3 separate regions of the Mus musculus genome follow, and all the other regions are linked to region 2. A link is a contact called in public HiChIP or PLAC-seq data. All regions are on one chromosome and are shown on one strand. The core of a region is the stretch at or near the end of the contact, and the rest is flanking DNA. Distances in the headings are between cores, read along the strand shown. Region 1 holds the start of Esf1 (ESF1 nucleolar pre-rRNA processing protein homolog). Region 2 overlaps Tasp1 (taspase, threonine aspartase 1). Region 3 overlaps Tasp1 (taspase, threonine aspartase 1).

What was found. HiChIP or PLAC-seq counts read pairs in DNA pulled down with a chosen protein or histone mark.
Region 1: a contact with region 2 is called in a BATF HiChIP or PLAC-seq map of CD8 T cells, with 7 read pairs. The contact joins the promoter of Esf1 here to the enhancer-like site in region 2. A contact is called at or near these places in 5 of 39 promoter capture datasets (the 3T3-L1 cell line, cranial neural crest, embryonic stem cells and 1 more), 1 of 15 datasets of contacts at CTCF or cohesin (the NIH/3T3 cell line), 33 of 484 Hi-C or Micro-C datasets (the AML12 cell line, the Ba/F3 cell line, the C2C12 cell line and 22 more), 5 of 115 datasets of contacts at active chromatin or transcription factors (CD8 T cells, bone marrow-derived macrophages, effector CD8 T cells and 2 more) and 3 of 9 other capture datasets (adipose tissue, liver and pancreatic islet).
Region 3: a contact with region 2 is called in a BATF HiChIP or PLAC-seq map of CD8 T cells, with 17 read pairs. The contact joins two enhancer-like sites. A contact is called at or near these places in 1 of 484 Hi-C or Micro-C datasets (Th1 cells), 1 of 115 datasets of contacts at active chromatin or transcription factors (CD8 T cells) and 1 of 9 other capture datasets (liver).

Annotation. Positions count from the first base shown.
Region 1 is chr2:140,169,142-140,172,290 of GRCm38.p6, reverse strand. Esf1 (ESF1 nucleolar pre-rRNA processing protein homolog) reads left to right here and starts at 1,733. Exons shown (of 14, transcript NM_001081090.1): 1 at 1,733-1,814. It overlaps Ndufaf5 (NADH:ubiquinone oxidoreductase complex assembly factor 5), which reads right to left and starts at 1,645. Exons shown (of 11, transcript NM_027093.4): 1 at 1,358-1,645; 2 at 224-264. The coding sequence starts at 1,579.
Region 2 is chr2:140,040,612-140,043,522 of GRCm38.p6, reverse strand. Tasp1 (taspase, threonine aspartase 1) reads left to right here. Exons shown (of 14, transcript NM_001159640.2): 4 at 1,361-1,429. Among named protein-coding and RNA genes, the nearest start is that of Tasp1, 25 kb to the left of the region's middle. Within about 2 kb of position 1,297, at least 48 of the 459 cell types and tissues checked have an H3K27ac peak or open chromatin away from gene starts, as enhancers often do. A contact at or near this core is called in CD8 T cells, Th1 cells, effector CD8 T cells and 3 more, where this site is marked.
Region 3 is chr2:139,839,273-139,842,542 of GRCm38.p6, reverse strand. All of the region lies in intron 13 of Tasp1 (taspase, threonine aspartase 1), which reads left to right. Among named protein-coding and RNA genes, the nearest start is that of Ism1, 160 kb to the right of the region's middle. Within about 2 kb of position 1,297, at least 67 of the 459 cell types and tissues checked have an H3K27ac peak or open chromatin away from gene starts, as enhancers often do. A contact at or near this core is called in CD8 T cells and Th1 cells, where this site is marked.

The DNA.
Region 1 (3,149 bases), core at 484-2,983, 130 kb before region 2:
GATTTTGTTCTTAACCAGGACTGGAGAAGCAGGTCTATAGTCTCAGATACTTAAGAACCTAAGAAAGGTGGGCTGTCCAAGCCTAGTTCAAGGTATAGCTTAGGAGTTAGAGCAAGTTGTCTGTTTTGGGAAAAAGACAGAGAGACAGACTGGGAGAGGGGAGCATGGGAGAAAGGAGCAGGGAGAAGGAGAGACTGCATCTCACTGAAATAGCATCTCCTACCTGGCTATGTCATAAACACGGTCTGCAATCCGACTTCCAACCTGGAAAATTTCAAGAGTCAATGGGTTAAATACACCAAGCAGGCTTAACAGAAAAGTAACTTTTTTTCCTAAGATTCAACATATGTTTCAAAACAGAAGTGTTTCCTTCTATCCCATTTGCTATTGTCCCACAGCAACTTCCTTTACAAATACTTTATTTTTTTATTATGGAAATAATAAAATACCCTGAAAACAAACGGAAGCAAATTACTTTAGAAGCAAATTTAATGAAATCAAAATTAACGATCTCCTTGGTGTGGCAGTTTATGTCTATAGTCCTTCGATTCAGGAGTAAGCAGGATTACCACAAGTCTGAGGCCAGTCTGGAATACACGGTGACTATGAGTTCCAAACCAGGATATATTAAAAAGACCCTTGTCTCGGAAACTCAAACCCAACATCAACATCGGGAGGCTGAGGCAGGTGGATTTCTATGAATTCGAGGTCAGGCTGGTATATATTACATAATAAATTAAGACAGCCAATGCTTGCAAATTAGTAAACACCAAGTCTGGAAAAGTATAGACGACCATCTCCTAAACACAACATAAAAGAAATCGTATGGTAAGTACCACCCTTCCCCGGACTGGCGTCATCCGGGATGCAGTCAACTATCCACACCTTGTACTCAGTCTCTTACAAGCTTTTCTTGAACAGAATGGAAGGACTTATTGAAGGCCTCTACACGTCCTTTTGGCCTTAGGAGTTTTGCACTTTTCCTTTTCCTAGGAGACTCGTCCCATCTCTCATCTCGGCTCAACTAATCTCTCACTTTTCGCCATAACAGCCATTCTTGACCACCGCAGTCACCAATACCGCTATCTCACTTTTTCTTCACCTTCCTTTTGCTGCAATTACATTCCCTGTCTATGTGTCTCCTACTCACTCCTAAATGATCTTGCTTTTCCCTGGAACTCAAGCAGTGTTTGCAAAGCGAATGAATGATTGCCCCGCATGCTATCGGAGCCTCTCGTGCTTCCCGGAAAATCAGAAAGGCTCTAGAGAGTGAAGCTTCTCAAGGTCACACAGTCGGGTGGGTGGGTCCGCCCTACCCGGCTCCACGCCTCCCTCCGTCGCAGCCCCACAGTCTCACCTCCTCCTTCAGGTAGTCAAATTTCATGGGGTCGGGCTGCCGGGCGGCCCAATTCTTCTGCTTCCTCTTCAATTCCCTGTCGAAGATGTTTAGGGCTCTGGGCGAGGTGCTGCCCGAAGGAGGGACACCAGAAGCGACCTCCCTGCGACTGCCGCTCGATGCAGAGACCGCTGGCCGGCCAAGCAGTGGGCAGAGGCGCAAAAGAACGACCTTTCGCAGCATCTTCAGCCCGGGCGCCACAGCAGGGCATGGTTTCTATTAGGCGCATGCGCCAACGGGACTACGACTAGCGCAGTTCCAAGGCGGAAGGTTGAAGTAGTTTGGCCCAGCTCGCGTGCCGTTAAGACGGAGCGTCTCGCGGAGGATTGTGGGAGTGCGCTCCATGTGAACTCAGACTGGGATCTGAGAAGAGTGGTGGGAAACTGTGCGGTCGCCCGTCGGGCTCTCCTTGGGATTTGTGAGTAGCCCCTATAGTCCGGTCCCTTTCTGGCCTCATTGTTCTCTTCAGAGCTGCTTCTCGAGAGAGACAGAGAACGCAGCCGAGTAACTTGCCCCGAAAGTTTGTGAGGTGGGAAGATGGTTCGGGACGAGCTGACCTGGAGCTCCCAGGCCAGAGGGTGGGTGGACTTGAGGGAGACCGGGAAGCGTTTCAAGTGCTGTCCAGTTGCTTTCGCTCCTCTGAACATCCCATGTTCGCCGTGGGCTTCCATTTCCAACATTCACACGCACTGCAGTTGGTTGAGGTGGTAGCTGTGTCGTACAGCTGTTCCAGGTGTTGTAGTATCTCTCTCTCTCTCTCTCTCTCTATTAGAATGTAAAGGGTTCTGAAGTAAAGCAACACTGTAATTCCAGTATTGAGGCCGAGAGACAGAAGTGATTGCAGTTCAAGGCTAGGCTAGCCTGTTGTGATGGCGTACAGTCTGTCGCAGGAGTGAGGGGCGTAAATACTGTCTTGTTTGGTCAGTCAGCTTTTATTCATACAGAAACTTCTGACTTTTTTGCAAAGTTGAAATCTGGAGAAATCCAACCACCAGGGACGCTTTACAAAGGAACATTAGGCATACAAACTTCTGTGAGCGTTTTTGTGTGTTTATAGCCTATCTAGGCCTTAGTCACTTTGAGAATAAAATGTTATAAAAAAGCGACATTTGGGACTGGATAGATTGCTCAGTGGTTAAGTGCACTGGCTGCTGGTCTTCAGTGGACCTAGGTTAAATTTCCAGCATCCACTTGATGGCTGACTATTGTCCAGTCAGTAAAACCAGTTCCAGGGGCTCAGAAGACCTCTTCAGGCGTCCATGGGCAGGAGGCACAGAAGTGATATGCAGACACACATGAATACTTAACACCCATACACATGGAAAAATTTATTAAGAAGAACGTGACAATTGTTAACTGTAGTTTGAGACTAATTTGGGTCTTGATAGAAACTAGGATTTATAGAAATAACACTAAGGTAAATCTGATTTGATTTTTTTTTAAATGCCCCTCATTAGTTAAGAGACAGCTTTGTAAAACCAAAAGCTTATGCAATTATGAAGTAAACATTAACAAAGAGAATGAAACAAGACTATGAAAACCCAATTAGACCAGCTGAGATTTCAGAATCTTTTGTTTTTGTCTTCCTGTGTCTGTTGCATCTGTAGATGATTACATCAGCCCACATACCCATGCACGTGTGTGCTCATATGTTTGGAAGGGTGCTTGTATATGGAGCCAGAGGTGATGGCTAGTGTCTTCCTCAATTGCTCTCCACTTTTTTTTTTTTTTTTAAGCAGAACCTCTCATTGGA
Region 2 (2,911 bases), core at 48-2,547:
CAAGGGGAAAATGGCCAGCAGGTGAAGTTTTAACCATTTTTCCTTTGAATATGAAACATAGAGCAATATCCAAGTAACTACACAAAATTACAAACACAAACTGACAGACATGGACAGATCCACATGCCAGGGACAATCAATAGAGTTGGGGAGAGTGAGAAGGGACCCAGATAGTCTGCCAAAGGGACCTGGGTATCCCATAGTAAAGGAGTTAAAGATAGAGGTGAGAGGCACCAAAAAACAAGACAAAAGTGGAAGACAGAAAACAAACAAAACCGAGTTTTAATATAGTGCGCTCTTGTTGTATTCCAACAACCTAGTCAAGAAGAGTTGAAGCATCCTCTGCCCTTCAGATCAAAGGAAACTAGGTCTAGTTTTTATATCTTGGGTCTCTCCAGAATGAACCATAAGCAAGACTAAACAAACAAACAAACAACAACAACAACAAAAGGAAAAAGAAAAAGAAAAAGGAAAAAGAACTGTGCAGGTTCAGAAAAAAATCTTACTTCTGGAGGACTCAGATGGCTTAGGAGTGTTCACTGTCAGTAACTGAGGGGTGCTTGAGGGTAGGGAGTTTCCAGGCCAGTGCACCAAATGTTGTGGTCTAGGGTTCCCTCCACAAACCATACGAACACCAATCTCAGTCAGATAGGGATGGTTTGTTGAATACACACCCTAATACTGAGGGAAGTGCTGCCTGGTGGTCAGCTCTGACTCAAGCCATTTAGAAATGACTGTTCATATTGATCTTTAATTTGTTGGGTCCAATGTGAACCTTTGTAAAATTTCTTAAGATTAACAAACTTCAGAACATACAGAACATAACAGGATGTGGTTACCGTAACCTTGCTCTGAGTCAAGTCATTTTTCTGTGTCAATGATTAGCAGACATATTACAGTAACTATGAAATAGCTGACAGGCATGGAACATAATGGCTACAGCTATGCTGGTGGTACATGGGGCAGGTCAGATCATAACATTTTGAATGCTCTGTGGAGAGTGAAGCACTTTCACTTACTATATTCCTTGTACCTAGAATTTGGTGGCTAACTTTTAGTGGTCTTAATTTGGGTAAGATTAAGAGTGATAATTAGTCTGAGTAATAAACATTACTCTTCTTAAGTCTGTGAAATTTGTACCTTAAGGCACCTGTGTCCGACTTGCCGGCCTCAGGTCACATATGGCCAGGTGTGAAGCCCCACATAACCACAGCTTCCTGCCACGGTGTCAGTGTGCGGTGGAAATGCTGGCCGATTTCTATGAACTCGGAGCGTCGCACATGTTTTACACCTTTGCCGAGTTTATGGTTTGTTTGAGAAGCTGGTTTTCGGTGAATACTGTCTCCTCTTGGTTTCACAGGCAATTGAGAAGCTACAGGCTGGTGCTCTTGCTACAGATGCAGTGGCTGCTGCTCTGGTGGAACTTGAGGTATTTCTTTTCTCTTTTATATTTTCTAACTTACTTGTGCATTTACATTCCTTATTTTTAAATGGCATTGAGGTGGTGAGCTAGTCAGCCATAAGTCATATAACCAGTGTTTCTCACTAATACTAGCAAAGCTATGTAAGATTTTATTTTCATTGAAGACATTCCTGAGTAGTAAAATAGTTGGTTAATTCTTTGTTCCTCTTGTTTTTGTAGGATTCATTGCTATAAATTCATTGGTGATAGGTATTTTCAGTAAGACACTTTTGAAGTTGACACCTCCAAAATGAGATATATCTTTAACAAATATATGATTTCAGCTTCCTAGAAGTGTCTAAAGTGGGAAGACAGTTTTTATCACAGATGTAACAGATGGAGGTCCTGAAGCCATATGTTGTGTGTTTTGTGAAATCAACTTTGTTCCAGTGGATTTTCAGGATAGTTCTAAGTTTTAGTGGTCATTGAGGAGTTGAGTCGGGAGAGAGGCTCTTGGTAGTCCATGAGGGACTCTCAGTTTCCGTGACTCTGGAGTAGTAGTGAGTTCGAGGCCTTTGACAAGGCTGGAATGTGGACAGGAGGGATTGGTAAGGTGACAAGATTATTAGTGATGGTTATTTTACTGGATATGAACATTTCTTGGGGAGGAATGTTAAGACATGGAGGTGTATAGTGACGGATGTGAAGGAGAGAGTGAGAGGTAAAGTATACAAAGCCCCTAGTATGGAAGGTCGTTACCTCAGGGCATCTGTCAAATGCCTTTCCTTGGAAAAGTAGCTCTGGAGTTGAGCTTAGCCATGTTTTCTGTACATTCCCTTAGATTAAACCATAGAGCTGCCCTTTGTAGCTTTTAACTTATCTTTGCAACACATTTAACTTCATACTAACACAATATGGTAGATGGGAAGTGTGTGTGTGTGTGTGTGTGTGATGAGCAGTTCTGTTGAAGTTTGGCTCCTGAAACATCTGATGCTGGGAAGATGTCAGTCATAGCCACGTGCCTCTGGGTGTGTTAGAGCCTAACTGCTGCTCTAATATGGCCTGTTGACTCAGTTCTGTCCGTAATAGAATAAAAATAGTTCCTGCTTTCAGAGTTATGAGAATTACTATCTATCAGTCACCTAGAGTACCAGATAGATTATAGTCAAAGTACTTTATAACCGAAGCAGCTTTTATGATGAGTTCTCCAAGTATTAATGACCAGCTCACGATGTAAAGGCTTTATGAAGTGGATACAAGAAGATACATGATGTGAGAAGGAGGTTGATGTACTCACTGCCAGATCTTCCTTTATTCAAAATACACAGTACTGTCCCTTTTGTAGAAAGTGGTCCTTACATTATTATTTATGGAGTCTCTGTAGGCTTGGGGAAAAAGTTTAAGGAGTAATACAGACATATGCTATTATGACAACTGTAAACATAAAATTATATAAAATTAAATAACTAATTTTTAAAAGTTAAAGTTATATCATGTTGAGTATTTGAT
Region 3 (3,270 bases), core at 48-2,547, 200 kb after region 2:
TGAAGGGCCAGTGAGATGGCTCAGCACTGTCCACCAGGCTTTATGCCCCAGTTTGGTTTCCGAGGTCCCACATGGTGAGAAGAGAGAACCATTCCTGCAGCTTACCTCTGACCTCGACATCCACACAACAGCATGTGTTTATGCACGCATGAGTGCTCATACACATGCATATTACAGAGAGACACACTGAATATGTAAATGTAATAGAAACATTAATTAGAATAAAGACTGTAAAAGATCTCAAGACCTCCATCCCTACCATCAGTGTGACGTGAAGTGTCCATCTCCACATAGCCTGTCTGCTGTCCCCACTGACTACTCCTGTCTGCACTGCCTGAGGCAGGAACAGCTTTGTTTCTCTGTGTCAGTGCAAGGCTACGTTCCAGGGTAGACCACACACCGATGATGCACTGCAGGTAGTGGTCGGTCCTAAGATTACTCTTAAAGTGTCCCTTCCCAAGGAAGGAAAACAAACTTTAAGAACCTATTGGGATTGTAGTTAGTTCTTAGTGGGGCTAATAAAAAAAAAAATCTATAAAGTGGGTTCAAAGAGTTTCCATTGACACAAAACATGTAGTTTAGATAAATGGGATTTTAAAATTGTTTTAAATAACATTTACAAGAACATCCTAATGTATGCCAGATTCAGAAAGGATCCTCAATACTGTTAAGTCAGTTTAAAAAAATTGTTTAACCTGTAAGAATGTTAAATCCCAGAGAACTAGTAACTCGACATTATCTAACCTACCAACAGTGACTCATCCCTAGTTCTCTGGGTCTCAGAATCATTCTAACTTAGTTAAGATTTGTGGCAGTAGCTTTTCTAAGCAAGTCCTATTGTAAAGCTTTTGAGCATATGCCAATTCAGTGAAAGGTGTGCCTCTAACAGAGCTAGATTTAGAACCCTTTGGGCTAGGGCATTTCAGGGGTAAAAAGGCCTAAATTTGGAGTTCAGACACACTCACTCATGACTCAGTTTTTCCACTTCCTCTCTGACCATAAGCAAACCACAGTTCCATTCTGTCTTGTTCATTTCTCTATTTTTTTCCCCTTGGGGAAAAAAAAAGGTGTTGCATACATCTTACTGCCGGTAGTAGTATTTTAAGATTTCATTGATTCAGAAGCACCCTGGACACTACAATATTATGTAATTATAGGGATCTCTTATTTCTAGTAAGATTTCCCAAGGGACTGGTTTCTACATCCTATAAAGATAAATTGCCCTAGAGTAAGGCCTGTGTGTGTTTCATTCCTCTGCCCCCTATTAAGAGTACAGAGTAAATATTTGGTAAATGGTAGAGAGTTTTTATCACCAGTAACAAAGGAGTATTCATGATGAATCTCCATGTGACTGGCATAGAAGGAGTTTACTGGAGAGGTTGCCACATTTTGTGGGCCACCTCGCAGGATTTTCAAGTGAAAACACGGGGGAATTCCTGTGTGATGTTGCCTCTGACTAAAGTGTAATGTCAGCAGGCATGGTCACAGAAGAAACCAGAGCAGCCGTGGGGCTGGGGCCACACTCTGTTCTCATCGGGCAGCATTTTCATCTTATTTTAAGATTCTGTGGACAGGATTTTATACAGGAGAACAATAGAACGTTTTGCCCTCTCTGAAGCCCTGTGTCAGTGACTGACAATGGCTAATAATGACATTGGCCATGACGCTGTCTCTGTGTTTCATCTACATATGCCCATGCGTCTTTTATGCTGTGGATACTTTGCATGTGGAAAATGAGGTAGGGAGGACATGCAGCAAAATGGCAAACCTATGGCATTCATGCCTCATTTTGTTAGTGTTTCTGACTTGTTAGATTGAGCTTAGCAATAATATCTTCTGGCCACTGCAGCCTACTTTTATTATTATATAATTATTATTATATTAATTATTATATTATTATTATTTTGCTTTTAATTTAAGGAAATGATAGGATTTTTATTCATTAATAAGACAAATAAAATCTAAATGAAGTTAGTATCATAAGGTGTTAAAACCCTGGGTCCTGGGGCTGGAGGAATTGCTCAGTGGTTAAGAACACTGGTTGTTCCTCCTGAGCACCCGAGTTCAGTTCCCGGCATACACATCGCAGCTCACAGCAATCTAAACCTCTGTTCCTAGGTGATCCAATGCCCTCTTCTGGCTTCCATGGGCATCAGACATGCACATGGTACATAAACATACATGCAGACAAAATAAAATAAGAAGAAGAAAAATCTAAGTGCTGTAGGGATCATCACCCAGTTCTTACTTTACATTGTTTGGTATCTGTCCTCAAACAGGTTCTGAGTCAACAAGTAAATACCTTCATCTTTCAACCTGCAGATCCTGGCTTCTTATTCTCTAAGATCTACACACCATTTTAGATTGCATTAAAAAGGTCAATATGCAGCTGTCATCTAGTAGTGTACATCTGCTTTCATGATGAGGTCTGATGTCTAAACTATTTTTAGTTAACTACATTCTGAGGTTTAATGCTGCACATAAAGAATGCTTAGAAAATACTTACTCACAAGTCACGTATCCTTGAAAGAAATGGGCAGAACTTCTGGGAAACCAATAGGGGTGGTAGTGTCTCTTGATTCAACTCATTAAGAGACAAGGGGAAAAACGAAGACCACAATAGAGGCATGTTAACAAAAGCTAACCAGACACAACTTCCCCACACCCTTCTTTCAGTAGGTGCTTTTAAAATGTCTATCATGGTTTTGCCAGCAAAAGAATACAGAGAGTGACTGTTACTGGGTCAAGTATGTATGTATTGACTATTCAGGGCCTGGAGACATGAATCAACAGGTAAAGGTACTTGTCACACAAGACTGGCACCCTGAATTCAATCCCCAGAGCCACGTTAGGGTGGATAAGCAGGATGAGTACAAAAGTTGCCCTCTGACCTCCCTCCATATGTGTGCTGTGGCTCACCTCATCCTCCCCACACCAACAGTACTTTATTACTGTTGTTATTATTTTTAAAATGTGACTTCATTAAGGATATAAAGTTTGTTTAGCCTGGAGAACAGTTTCAATGAACCAAATTTATGTTGCCCAAGTAGCAGAGTAGAAAACATAGAAGAGAAGCTTAACTTGTGTTTAAATGAGTTGTTATTCTATAAACATACATATTGTTCCAGGTTATATTTTGAAAGTTAATGTGGCCCTATCATTATATGAGGAAAAATAGAAGTTCTTGGACTTGACAATTTAAAAATAAAGCAGATTTAACAAGACATGACAAAGTGGTAGAGGAAGGGAATATCTTTATCTCCAGAAGGA